2 separate regions of the Mus musculus genome follow, and region 1 is linked to region 2. A link is a contact called in public HiCAR-type data. All regions are on one chromosome and are shown on one strand. The core of a region is the stretch at or near the end of the contact, and the rest is flanking DNA. Distances in the headings are between cores, read along the strand shown. Region 1 overlaps Nin (ninein). Region 2 overlaps Map4k5 (mitogen-activated protein kinase kinase kinase kinase 5).

What was found. HiCAR-type assays count read pairs that join an accessible place to other places.
Region 1: a contact with region 2 is called in a HiCAR-type map of fibro-adipogenic progenitors, with 2.8 times the contacts expected there. The contact joins two enhancer-like sites. A contact is called at or near these places in 1 of 115 datasets of contacts at active chromatin or transcription factors (fibro-adipogenic progenitors) and 2 of 9 other capture datasets (adipose tissue and liver).

The regions. Positions count from the first base shown.
Region 1 is chr12:70,057,766-70,061,133 of GRCm38.p6, forward strand. All of the region lies in intron 5 of Nin (ninein), which reads right to left. Among named protein-coding and RNA genes, the nearest start is that of Nin, 43 kb to the right of the region's middle. Within about 2 kb of position 1,961, at least 32 of the 459 cell types and tissues checked have an H3K27ac peak or open chromatin away from gene starts, as enhancers often do. A contact at or near this core is called in adipose tissue and fibro-adipogenic progenitors, where this site is marked.
Region 2 is chr12:69,813,162-69,816,896 of GRCm38.p6, forward strand. It overlaps Map4k5 (mitogen-activated protein kinase kinase kinase kinase 5), which reads right to left. Exons shown (of 32, transcript NM_201519.2): 26 at 3,129-3,232; 27 at 2,594-2,771; 28 at 1-43. The region is part of intron 2 of 4930512B01Rik (RIKEN cDNA 4930512B01 gene); the gene reads left to right. Among named protein-coding and RNA genes, the nearest start is that of Cdkl1, 24 kb to the left of the region's middle. Within about 2 kb of position 1,385, at least 118 of the 459 cell types and tissues checked have an H3K27ac peak or open chromatin away from gene starts, as enhancers often do. A contact at or near this core is called in adipose tissue and fibro-adipogenic progenitors, where this site is marked.

The sequences.
Region 1 (3,368 bases), core at 711-3,210, 250 kb after region 2:
AAGCTCTTAGATGCTGCTCCAACCCTATGCCTGCCTGCCTGCCTGTCATCAGGCTCTCTGTCATGATGATTGTAGACGCACCCTCTCCAACTAAATGCTTGTGTAAGTGGCCTTAGTCACGGTGCTTCGTCCCAGCAATGGAAAAGCGGCAAAGATCAAATCCCTTTCTCCCTTAAGTTGCTTTCATCAGAACATTTTATTCCAGCAACAGGAGAAGAAACTCAAGCAGCATGCTAGCCCAGCAAGTGTGAACTGGGGCAGAGTGCAGTGACGTTCCTTAGAACATCCTGAAGTTATATTTTCATGCGTTAGCCCAGGAAAGAGCAAGAGTGGGTTACAGTGATCTTGTGTGTGTGTGCAAAAGGAGGTCTCAAGATGTAGACAGAGGAAGGAGTTTGACTCTCCATTTTGCGCTCTCTGATAGCCATCCTATAATTTTTATCTTATAACAGGGAATGTGGAGGCTTGTTAGAGAGACAGTTTGTTCCTGAGTCCCACAGGAGAAAAAGTAGCGTGAGTCACAGAAGCCACAGACAGGAGGAAAGGCACAGACATTTTACTGAGACTCTCTCTTCCCTCTGTGTGGTAAGTGTATTGTGGAACAGGTCTCCAAGAACAGAACAGAAATCAAACAGAGATCCTGTAATACACACTGATGCGGTAGGCCAAGGGAAGGGCCTGAGACTGCATTACTAACCAGCTCCCTCGGGATGCCTGGGCCACTGAGAAGCAAGAAGACAGAAGACTAACAACTTTTATTTCAAGTGCTTTACGCCAATTCATAGGAAACATATGTCTTGTTTGGGAGAGGATTCTGAGGCAAGGAAATTTCTAGAGGCTGGAAATCTGGGGAAGAAACAGGTTCTGACAGAATCCTGTGATCGGTGGCATTTGGGACAAGATGCTGAGGTTGCCAAAAAGCCTTCAGCTGTTCTGTCTCATTCTCACCAATCAAAAGAACGATGTACTAGTGGAAGTGGCTTTCAGGACCATTCAACCAGAAATGCCCACAATATCCAGACAAAGCAATGGACTATGTCCTTATTGCTGGCCTGACCTTAGCCAAATCAGTGAACTTTCTACGTGGCCTGAACACCCATCACTTAATCCATCAGCTTGCCAAAGTAGACTCTTGCCAGTTATTTTAAGTCAAGAGCTCAGGATGAGAAGTGTTGGGTAAAGGGATGTAAATTTAAAAAGGACTCAAGAGAACGCAGGTTACCTGAGCAACCGAGGGACCAGCCCTCTTTGGGAACAAGGGCATTTTCATTTTCCACACTGGCCAGGTCGGTGGATGGCTGACTTCCCAGGGTGTAGGCTGTGAAACATGTACCAGAATAGGGTCCAAGAACTGGGACACCACAGTGTCCTGGGAGGTGATGGGAGTGGCCGAGGCATGGAGGCTTCAGACATCAGAAAGTGGTGAGAACTAAGCTAGCTCAGCACATGGTCTCCTGTGGTCTCCGGAGGAGATGACTGTGGCTCGCCATTACAAAATACTTAGGGGAAAATTCCAATTTCAAAGAGTGTACCTTAAAGTCCAGCTTTTAAAACACTGGAACAAGTCAAACAACGTTATCCTTGGGTTTGATGTGGCCTCGAGGGAGCTAGCCTGCCTACTCGGCCTTCTTGGCTGTCTTCACTTAGAGAAAGGAATGAGGGGTGTGACTTTCAGAGAGAGCTCATCTACTTCTACTACCCCCCCCCCCGCAAAAAGGGGGGGCAGCAGTGATCTCACAGGCTTCCTCTGCAAAGGGCTGACAGAGTTCAAACTGCTCTCAGGTTTAAAGTTGCAGGACCCCAAGTTCTATGCTAATCAGCCTGTTCCTCTGGGCTAAGAACTAAGAAGTGCAGGGCACCTCCTCGCTCCTCCTGGTGGGAGGGAGTGGAAACACTAAGCAGGCGCAGGCTTGATGAGCAATGCCTTCCTAATTCCAACAGCACAGAGAAAGAACTGAATGTGCCCCTTGTATCCAGTTTTTAGGAGTTCCCTGCAGAAGAGGACGCCAGCTCCCTGTGAGTGGCAGCGGTTTATATTTCAAAAATTGTCCTCAGATCAGTAACTCAAGTTTGTGCAATGTTTCTTGGGAAAACACAAAACAGAAAACAACCCAAGACTCTTTGTACTGGACTGATTCAGAAATTAGGACAATTAATTTAATTTTATGACTCAATAGCCACCGTTGAAAAATAAATGGGTTGCTGGGATATTCCAAAGGTTGTCAAGGGGCTTATATAATGGTCACATCATATGAGAAAAAGAAAAAAAAAAACAAAACACTAAAAACCGAAATTTTCTGCAAGTCAGGCTATTTGGCAGGTTTTAAAGATCGGCCTCTTTCTTGGTTAGGAATATGCTACCACTTTGTCCCGAGGAGGCAGCCAACATGGTATCAGATGTCATTATAATCAAAGATTCTGGAGCAATGACTGTATTCCTGACTCTAACTGCCCCTAATCTTTATTTGTAGCCTTCTAAAAGACACGTCCTAGAATTATAGGTTTTTCTGTAGAGCTTCACGGCTAATCCCACATTAATCCTAACGATCCTGCCATGATTCTTCAGCAAAAAGGGAAAACAGAATCTTACGTCATAAACTCTCTGGGGCTTGAAGACATTTTGTGCTATCAAAACTACCAAGCTACCTGGCCCCATTTCCTCGTAGCCAGAGTCTGGCTGTTCTATATAACCAAGGCTCTCCTCACACCAGCGTGATGTAAACTTCAAACCACGGCTAGAGAGGCAGCCTGTCCTGTGAACTGCTCTAGTCTACCCAAGGGCCCAAAGATGACACTGAGAACTTTCCAGAACTGAACATGCAGCAGGCTGGCTTTCAAAGTTCTCCTAACTCAAGCCTGAGGCTCTCTTCATCCCTCCTCTGCATTCTCCCATGTTTTACTGTTTGGTTTGGTTGATGCGTCTCATGTGGGGTGACATACTTAGCACAGTAGGTGACCATACTATACATTCAGGAAGTTCAGCCACATCAGCTTTGATTTCTGCCACAAAACATGACTTTCCCAAATCTTGTAGAATGTCTTTTTAGGGAGAAAAAAAAAGGAAGAAAGGAAGAAAGGAAGAAAGGAAGAAAGGAAGAAAGGAAGAAAGGAAGAAAGGAAGAAAGGAAGGAAGGAAGGAAGGAAGGAAGGAAGGAAGAAAGAAAGAAAGAAAGAAAGAAAGAAAGAAAGAAAGAAAGAAAGAAAGAAAGAAAGAAAGCAAGCAAGAAAGCAGGCAGGCAGGCAGGCAGGCAGGCAGGCAGGCAGGCAGGCAGGCAGGCAGGCAGGCTGTGTCTCTAATAAGGAAGTCACAGTGCTGCTCTTACCAGCCTGGGGGCAGACAAAGCTCTTCTCATTATTCCAAATCAGAC
Region 2 (3,735 bases), core at 135-2,634:
CTCTCCAACTGTGTCACATGAATGGAATCCAGCTGTTGGCTGCCTAAGTGGGGAAAGGTTACCGTTAACAACAGACTCAGTGAAGCAGGCTTAGAAACCAACAAAGTCTGAATCTTCCTGAGATTTACTTGAAATATGGTGAAAGCTGCATCGTGTCATGCTATCGCAGAAAGCAAAACAAAACAACAACAAAGAAGAAGTATGTACCTCAGTTTAGAAGAACAAACATCAGCTCAGCTCGGAAATGGATACCTGAGCTAAAATCAATACTGCCCTAATTACTACTTTTGCTTTAGAAAGGTGGGCTATCGTGATGATGTGATAAGGGCAGGTATGTGGAAGGAAAGGACGATACACGCACACAGTGCTTAGATTTTGTTCTGCACTCACAAGAGATGGAATCTGTCAAGTCCAAAGGAAACTTCACTTTCCCAAACCCCAAAGGCAGTCCAAATATCCAGAAATGAGCTTAACCTGTATACACATAGGAGGATTTCTGGCAGTTAGATAGAAGCCAGCATTTCTCAGGAACTTGTGAAACTAGTTCTCACCTGCCAAAAGGAGCCATTTCCTTTCCCTCTGGCAAAGGGGACATATGGCTACCTGTGGGGACATATGGCTACCTGTGGTGCGTGTGAGCATATTAAACCAGTGCTGACCTCCAGGCTCCTTCAGTACCCAAGTTCCTGTTACACATTTCAGAGCCCATGCTGGCATCCCAGCTCTGCTCCCCTCCCACCTCCCCAACACGCCCTCCAGCTCCTGGGCTTCCCTCCCTGCAGCTAGCTATTCATTCTCTTTATAACCCTGCTATTCTTGATGTGATTCTCACTAGGCGGTCAGTCTCTATTTTCTATCCTCTGCTAATCTCCTATCTCTTGCAGATAGCCCTGGCCCTGTCTAGTCTGCTGCCACATTCAGCCTATTTCTTTCTCTCTCTGCTCTGGACTCTCCCAGATTTCCTCTCTCACATCTGCAATAAAAAGTTTCCCCTTAACCATACCATGGGGGTAGTCATGTCACCCATTTCTACAGCAGGCACATGGTCCCTTACAGACACATCACTGAGCAGCACAGTAGGCAGCCTTGTCAAGACAACCAATGAAGCATCTTTCAGGCAACACACCAGATGTAATTTTTCTCAGCTAATCTATGTTCATTCACTCACTCAACAAATACCAAGAAGTGACCATGCTGAGGGCTGCCCTGGGAGTCAGGGATCATGAGGAATGAGTCAGAATCTGCAGAGGAAGGACTCCTACAACAGAGCTCCTTTCAAGGCCACAGCTTTGCCAGCTAAAGGCTCTTGGCTCAACAACAGACACAGCTGGGGTTGGATCAACGATCACTTGTGCAAACAAAGCCTAATGAGGACCAAAGCTGGACTGAAAGGGGCCTCGTCCGTGTGCTCAGGCGAGCGCATGATAACCTCAGAGGCCTGGCTTGCTCAGGAAGTACTTACTGGACTGTTTGTATTTCAGCTGGGACAACGTTAAAGGTGGATATAATGTGGCACTTGAGGCACTGGACCACATCAAAATCTCAAAAACCAACTCAAATTCTGAGATTCAAAAGAGGACTCAATCCACCTCTAGCATGGAGAAGTGTAAGCTCCCACACACCAGCCTGAAGGAGGAGGGTGGGAATCACTGTGGGTAACTATGCAACAATCGCCATGCTGGACTACGGTGTAAATATCACTTGGGTTTGTGTTGTTCTTATTTTCAATTCTTTTGGAGACAGGCTTTGACTATGAAGCGCTGCCTGCTCTTGCCTCCAGAATGTTCAAGTTAAAGGCATGCACCACCATCAGGCCTGGCCTAATCACAGTTTTAATAAACAGATCCATAGCCACTTATTGTGGTCCTTGCCTAACCAAGAATCATTTGTATTTCGGCTGCTTACTCTGGTGACAGGAACTTTACCCCTTCTGTTAGCTTCATAGGAGGCACACACCCAACTGCAGATGCCATTAAGACCACAGAGAAGGGCGAGGAACAGGTGCAAGGGGCTTTCTTCTTTTCCCTTACTGGGAATTACAGCTTGGTCCACAAAGCAGGTATTCAAAGTTCAGGGCTTACAAGCTGGTTAAATTCTCAGTAAATTTGTGAGTTACACAATATCAGGCTTGTTGTCTAAAACTGACTATGGTGGCAGCGGGTCACCCATAAACAAACAAACAAACAAACAAACAAAAGGCCCTTGGGCAAACAGAGATCATATACTATATGTAGATAATTTCTTATTATTTAGAAATGTAGGTAATTTTTTACTTAGAAAATTATGATAACATTATTTTTATTTTTTAAATAATTTATTTGTATTTTATATTCCTTGGTGTTTTGCCTGCATGTGTGCCTGTATGAGGGTGTGCGAGCCCCTGCAACAGGTGCTACCGACACTTACGGGCTGCCATGTGGGTGCTGGGCATTGAACCTATGTCCTCTGGAAGAGCAGTCAGTGCTCTTAACCAATGAGCCATGTCTCCAGCCCCTATGCTTACAGTTTTATTAGAAGCCCACAATGGTTGACCTTAAGTCTCTGCCTCTGATACAGGTAAAAGCAGGAACATAACCAAGTGAAAAACACTCACCTGCACCAATTTCTGTAAACCAGGAAGATGCAGAATTCAAGTTGATTGTCTCAAACTGAACTACTTGGCTGGAGTCCGAGCCTTTGCTGATAGCCACACAAACCATGGGGTACTCCTGCTCTGGGATCACCAGCATTTCAAAAACATTCAGTGGACTTGGTAAAGGAAAATCGAAATGCTGCAACAGACAAACAGGAAGAATAAGCAATCCCTCGTTCACAGCAGGTTGTATGAGGTCAGCTAGAAGGTTGCTCCTCACCCTGCCTTGTCTATAAAAGCTCGTTTCTCTGTGATGAGGAGCAAGACTGTTGTTCCGAGAAACTTAAGAGGACTGGCCACATGGCTATGATGATTCCAGAGGCTTATTAAGTAACGGGAAGTTACAGAGAAGATATTACTAAGAACATAAAATATAACACACGCACTTCCTACTAACTCTCAGGGGCTGTTCCTCATAGTAGTAATTCCAGCTTTAGCCAACTGGAGTTATGCACAGTGCTTTCTCAAGGAAAAACTGTAAGAGAGTCACATGTACCTTTATCAGCATGAATTTCTGCATCGGCTCATACCACTGAAGCAGAACGATGCCAGACTGCAAAGCTCCACAGAGGTACTTATGTCCCGTGTAAGGGTTTCTAACTGAAAAGAAAGAAAAACAATCCTAGCCACACACACATCGCTGGATTTCTTTTGGTGAGAATGTATCATTAGGTTAGGTAACAGGTGAACTCTATTCTCCTAAAAGCCAGGTGGCTTTTCTTTTTATACAGGGTCTCACTGTGTAGCTCTGGCTGGTCTGGAACTCCCCTGGAACACACAGAGAGGCCCCTGACTCTGTTTCCTGAGTGCTGGGATTATAGATGTGCACTATTTCACTCAACTTGTGACTTATTTTTTAATGAAGACAGTTGCTGGCATGTGGAAACCCCAGCAACATGTGATGTGAATCAGTACATTTATGAATCCATCTTGCTGGACCATCCTTTGACTCAAATCTACAAAAATTCATATTGGTCTGTCTTTCTCCCAGTGACTGCCATCAACCACATCACCCAGCGGCTGCGTGAGCGGGTACTTGCTCTAAGTGAGCGGGTACTTGCTCTAAGTGCTGCAGAATTGCATCAAGGCTTCAGACTGCAGGC